Regions from separate parts of the Mus musculus genome. Here region 2 is linked to region 1. The links are chromatin contacts, called in public HiChIP or PLAC-seq maps. All regions are on one chromosome and are shown on one strand. Each heading gives the region's core, a stretch centred on a gene start, on an enhancer-like site or on the middle of the called end of the contact. The rest is flanking DNA. Distances are from core to core; before and after follow the strand shown.

Region 1 (3,239 bases), core at 450-2,949:
AGTTCAAAGCTACTGTAGGCTACAGTGAGTTCAAAGCCAGCCTAGGCAACTTAGTGAGAACCCCATATCAAAATAAAAGGGGCTTGGGGGATGCGGTTTAGTCATAGAGTGTCTGTTTAGCGTGTGTGAGGCCCTGGGTTCAGTCCCCAACAAACCAAACAGAACAAGTCCGAGAGAAGACGCTCAATAAGAGACACTGGAGTTTACTTCTGTTAAGTGCCACACCCAGCCATCCTACCCTAAACTATCAGCTTCAACTTACCAGTCTGGGAAAATCCTTTTTACTGGCTCCCTCTGCGTGATCCTGGCTTGAGTCATCTGGACTTGTCCAAGGCCGCTTCTTCACATGTGTAGGTCTTCTCTGCTCTAGGGGTGCACCATCGAGCCCACCCAAGGGCTCTGGGGAGCTAGCACAGGAATTGGCTGGGGCAGAAAGTCCTTGTTCCAGCTCCATCCTGGACCCTGACTGGGCCTTGTCCTCTGGCCCCACCGGGTCAGGTGGAGTGCCAGGGCTGCCAACCACAAACGCGGGCTGTACTTCCTGCTGATCTGTAGAATCCTCAGTCAGCACCTCTGGGTACAGTGCTGGACTCTGAAGAGGCTCCTGGGTGACCAGACTAAGGGGCTCGCCTCCAAAGAGCCCTGGGAATTCAAAAAGGTGATCAAGGCTGTCTGGCGCAACCCCATCCTTAGAAAAGAGCATGTTTTCAACCTCGGTTTCTACAGCACATTCCACCCAACTTCCACCTGGCTCTCCAGGCTCAGTGTCCTTAGAAGAAAGAAGCCTTGGGGGACCTGCAAAGGCCTCTGGAGAAGCACACTCGGGAGGGTCCCCATCTGGTCTTTGACCAAACCTCAGGGAAAAACCTGACTTTTCCTCCTCCTGGGGACAGATTCCACACTTCCTGCATTTCCTTCGGAAAGGGGGCAGGACTGGAGATGGGGGCGGGCCCTTTGCACTGAGCCCCTCTTTGCTGAGTGTAGGATCCTCTGGGGAAACCATTCCTTCGACAGTGGTGGCTTGTCTAAAGCTGGGGCTGCTGGCCTCTTCCATTCCTGCTGGCCCCTCTGTACAGACCAGTACTCTATCTGGGAAGTCCAGTGATGTACCACAAAGACTTCTGGAGCTTCCAGTAGCCAAGAAGTCACACAGAGAGTCCTGGAACCTAGACAATGTCCTCTGTCCACCAGCCCTGGCTAAAAACTTGTCAACAGGCCTATGTGGAAAAGAGGGAGGTCTCAGGGAAAGCCTGACTGGGTAGTCCTCCCCGGCTTGCCAACTCACCTCCTAGACATGCTCCCTCCCCCGACCCCCACTCCTCGCACTAGTCTGCAGAAGGGAAGCTATCCAGATAGGGCCACTCCTCTGAGCTTCCCAAGAGCTTTTTTACCCTTTAAGCTTTCTGCTTAAATGAAAAAGGGTAAAAGTCACTACTTATCAGTGACACTGTGAAATGAGGTATCTCGCTTCACCCTAGCTGGTTCAGAGACTGCCCAAAAGCACACAGAGAGCAGAAAAGAGGAGATTCTCCCAGAAATGCAAAAGCCAGCTCCACACGGAGCAGAAATCTCAGCCCTATCTATACCCCACTCCTATAAACAGGACTCTGAATCAAGCCAGTCCCTGAACGCACTAGGACCTCCGACCTAAAGCTCCAACCGCTTACATCTGAGCTGCTACAGCTCCTTCTCCTTCTACTCCTGGGGGGCCGGGGGGGGGGGTTGAGGGAAGAAGCACGTGATGCGGAGAAGATGGTCCTGGATCCAAGGGGTGGGAGGCAGGACCTGGTGGTGCCCAGCAACGGCTCCCTAGGGGTGCTGGCGTTCTTGTCCAGCAGGAGGCGCTCGCTCCCTGCCGAGGGCTTCTGGGAGGAGGTGCCAATCATTCTGCCTCCACGCGACCGGGCGGGGTGCGGGGTGCGTGGGCAAAGGAATCGCAGACCCCCCGGATGCCGAAAGCTGCCTAAGATTGTAAACAGAGTGGAGGAGGTGTCTGAAACCCCTGGGGATTGTTAAACTCAAATCTGATTATTTTTCCTAATTAGATATTTTAATATTGTCTGGCATACAATATATCTAGACACACATGTGCCTTCTAGTCGAATAGAACGTCAAGAAATAGAAAAGTTTAAACTTCCTCTCATTTCTCAACCCTCTACTCTGTGGAACTTTGGGGTTTTTCTTTGTGGTCGATTTTGTTTGCCTGATTTCATAGCTATGGGTGACACTCCCATGCACATATCACTTGGCTCTTAAAATTTAAAAACCAAGTGATATGGCACTTAATAATCCATTAATCTATTAATTATTTATATTTATTGTTAATAGTATAATTAGTTGTTGATTATATATATTATAATTTATGATTAATTAGTTATTGATCCCACATGTGGTGACTTTATTTACTATTCTTTCCCCCCTCCACCCAGTTTTTAGTTTTTGAATATTTTTTAATTTTTAAAAATTGAATGTATTGGGCATGGTGGCCCATACCTTTAATCCCAGCACTCGGGAGGCAGAGGCAAGCGGATTTCTGAGTTCCAGGCCAGCCTCGTCTACAAAGTGAGTTCCAGAACAGCCAGGGCTATACAAGAGAAACCCTGTCTCAAAAAAAAAACGACAAATAAATAAATAAATAAATAAATAAATAAATAAATAAATAAATAGGAGGAGGAGGGAGAAGGAAGGGAAAGAGAGAGAGACAGAGAGAGAGAGAGAGAGAGAGAGAGAGAGAGAGAGAGAGAGAGAGAGAGAGAGAGAGAAGCAAAGTAAAATGTGAAGTCTGCCCAGCACCACCCTCTGCCTTTGAATTCAGAGGCCAGCCTGGGTGTATAAGACCCTGCCCCGAATTAAATAGATACAACAAATAAAATACCAGTTGCAAGGGATTCTGGGAAGCCACTTCCACCTCACCTCTTCCCAAGAGAGCAGGAAGGCACACTGGAATGGGAGAATGGAAGCAATATTTGAAAATATCTTTCATCTAATTAATATGTCAATTGCTTTCTCTCTCTTATGAATTTTGATTTGATTTGGCCTCATGAATCTCAGACTGGCCTAGAAATCAGTAAGTAACCAATGGGAGCCTTAATCTTCTCACTTCCAGGGTGCTGGGATCACAGGTGTGGACTACCACAGTGGTTTATGCCATGCTAGGGATGGAGCTAGGGTTTCGGGCATGGTGGGTAACCACTCTGCCCATTGAGCCACATCTCCAGGCCCTCAGTGGGTATTTTTAA
Region 2 (3,239 bases), core at 335-2,834, 2.3 Mb before region 1:
AAAACAAACAAACAAACAAACAAACAAACCAAAAGAAAACAGAACAAAAAGCCCAAAGTGCTTAAGTTGTGCACGATTCATCTGAGTAGGTTTCAGTCCTGGGTCTTTATGAAGGGAAATGACAGGGTCCAAGTCACTCTTCTAAAAGCAATCCCTAGAAAATGTTCTAGGCCACATTTACTTGTGAATTTCTCAACATCTTATTGAAAAATAAAATTTATAAATAAATAAAATAAATAAAAGACTTTTCACTTAAAAGTTTGTTTCCTCCCTTGTAACATTTATGCCAATGCCATACATAATAGGTACTAAAATATTAAAATCCGTTAGAAAAAAATCCCTTCTGAGTTTGAGGGTAGAGATTCTAAAAGCATTTATTCAAATAATTTCAAGCAAGCATCTCTTCTTCGATGTACATGGTAGAGTACTGTATAACCTAAGAATCTGGCTCACAGTGATCCTAATCCCTCTTTGCATCCTCTTTTTCTTAAATGTAAAAGAATTCAAAGTGTTCTTTTGCTGCCCTTCCATCTATGACAGTTTGCTAGTGATATAGAGATCTGTGCTCAACGGGGGCTGAATGGAACAGGGCTTAAGGTACTTATCAAGTATATAACTGAGTTCAAACTGCTTTCAGCTTCACATCTGATTCACAATAATGAAGAAAAACGAAGACGTTTCATGTGGCTTTTCTAGGTTAAGTAACGGACACAAGAAAAAGCCTAAATGCCAAAAGCCAAATAGGCAGCGCCAAGAAGTCTTCCCCCGAATATATATATCCTAATCCTCCGGGTACAGAGAACAGATCGCTAAACCTTTTCAACTTTTCTCCCTTGAAGGCTGATCTCCCAGCCGTTAAGGACCCCCTAGTTCCTTCACTTTTAGGAGCTCGGGTCCTTACATCTCTGTCCCTCCAGAAACTCTTGAGTCTGAAAGCCCGGATCTTGTCCCCAAAGAAGACCCAGTCCTCACTGCCCGCTTCGATTCCCTTTCAAATTCAAGTCTTCTCTGCCTCCTTCTCTAGCTCCAGTCCTCAAGTCTTTGCTGCCCGGTTTCTGAATCCTTAGGAGCTGGGACTTTACTGTCCCGCTTCTGTCTCTTAGGAGCCCGAGTCCTCTCGGGCTCCACTTTTACCTCTCTGGAGCCTGTGTCTTCACGCCCCGTTTCGTTCCTACCCTCGCCTCCTATAAAGTGCGGGATCCTCACCATCCTGTCCCTCTCAGAAGGCTTTCCCTCAGATGCTGCAGAATCCACATCCGTCCCCGTTTCCTAAGTCTCTCATTCAGAGCTCGAGTCCCCAACAGCCGCTGCTTCTGCGAGCCCGAACCCCTCAAGTCCCGTCCCAAGAGCCTGGGCTCCTCAGCCCCGTCTCTTCCACAGCCTAGTTCTTCCAGCACTGACCCGCTGTGGGTCTGGGTCCTGACACCCTCCTCCCGCTCTTCGTCCTCAACTGCCAGGGCCCAAGACTCACAGGCAGCAGCGTCTATCTCCCCATGATATGCGGAGACTGCCCCAGTGAAGCTTTCGTCTCAGCAGCCGGTCCGACTGCGCGGCCCTCCCCAAGCACTTCCGGCACCGCTCCCCGCCTCCAACCCGGAAACGCGCGGCTCTTCCGGCCGCCGGGCGCGCGCCTCACTAGCGCAGGCGCAGATGGTACTACAACACGTGGTAGGACTGTGAGCCCAGCGCCTGGCTTGGCAGGTCGGGCTTTCTGCTCTGTGTGGCTTGCTGGTGGCGTGGGTCTACTCTGCGTCCCCTACCACGGCGTGAATCCCTGTCCTAGATGTTTCTTTACGACTCATCTCTTTCACGAGCGTGACCGGTAACCGACGGCCTCGGAGAGCTTCCAAGTCGCCATTTTTGGTTGGTGCCTTTGTGGTGCTATAAGGATGGGACCGCAGTTCTGCATAGATACCAACTATGGGACTCTCAACCAGCACGAGAACTTGGAGACTAGAGAAGCTGATTGTGCCTATTAGTTAATCTGTAGTCAACATACACTTGGACGAGAGCTGTCTGTGAGGGACTGGTTCAGTCCCTCACTTGGAGTATGTCATGTAATAGTGGAAGAAACGTGAAATTCCTAAGGGATGTAGGTTCTCAACTTGAATTGAAAATTCTTACTCCAAAGCCCGGGCTGGTACAGTAACTGTTAAACCACTAAGCCCTGAGATTTGAGTACTTTTTTTTTTTTTTTTTTTGCTAGGCATGTAAGCAACAGGCAGTTTCAGTCCCCGGCAAGGATTCTTAGTAAAATAGAGATCTCGCAAACGAGTGTATAGAAGTCTGACATCTCAGAGCTATCAACGGTTCCTGCCCATAAAGAATCCATTCTATCTTTGTATCTTCATCCCATTAGGCTCATCCACCCTCTTGGTCCAAAATCCTGGATGCAAGGGCTTAACCATTAAGTGGCAAACTGTTTATAACCTTATTTTTCTTTTTGGATTTATTTTATGCGGAAAAGTGTTTTGTCTGCATTTATATATGTACACCATGTGCATTCCTGGTGCACAAAGAGGTCAGAAGAGGGTATCTGAAGCCTTGCAATTGAAGTTACAGATAGTTGTGAGCCACCATGTGACTGCTGGCATTGACCCAGGCCCTCTGCAAGACTGCCAGGTTCGAGAGAAAGCCACCTCTCAAGCCCCAGCTTTATTTTTCTATCATGGTTCTCAGAGTTTGGCCAATCAGTTTTTGTGCTTGCATCCTTGGATGTACTAAACTGTTTTTTTGTTTTTGTTTTTGTTTTTTGCTGTGTGCTGGGTATATCCTGTTGGGGAAGTCAGTCATCATTGTCCTTAAGAGTTTACAGGCGCTAGGCAGTGCTAGCTCATGCCTTTAATCCCAGCACTTGGGAGGCATGGGCAAGATTTCTGAGTTTGAGGCCAGCCTGGTCTACAGAGTGAGTTCCAGGACAGCCAGGGCTACACAGAGAAACCCTGTCTCAAAAAAACAAGCAAACAAAAAAAAAGACTAGATGAGCAGTAAGGCTGAAGTTTGGTTAGGGGACAGGAAGGGACAGGTGGAAATGGGGGGTGGATTTTATTCAGTGTTCAGTGGAAAGGCATGAAAACTGAGGATTGAGATGGTAATTTGTATTTAAGGAAGCATTGGGTGGATGGGTAGGGTGGATGGGTATCTTGGCTCAAACCATTGGCCCCTACTCTCGGGAGGCAGAGGCAAGTCAGTTTCTGAGTTTGAGGCCAGCCTGGTTTTCAAGCTAGCCACTGCTCCAC

The links. HiChIP or PLAC-seq counts read pairs in DNA pulled down with a chosen protein or histone mark.
Region 2: a contact with region 1 is called in an H3K27ac HiChIP or PLAC-seq map of large pre-B cells, with 2.3 times the contacts expected there. The contact joins the promoter of Taf12 here to the promoter of Spocd1 in region 1.

What each region holds. Positions count from the first base shown.
Region 1 is chr4:129,927,227-129,930,465 of GRCm38.p6, reverse strand. It overlaps Spocd1 (SPOC domain-containing protein 1), which reads right to left and starts at 1,699. Exons shown (of 15, transcript XM_017320505.1): 1 at 1,668-1,699; 2 at 263-1,217. The coding sequence starts at 1,669.
Region 2 is chr4:132,272,720-132,275,958 of GRCm38.p6, reverse strand. It overlaps Taf12 (TATA-box binding protein associated factor 12), which reads right to left and starts at 1,584. Exons shown (of 6, transcript NM_025579.3): 1 at 1,472-1,584.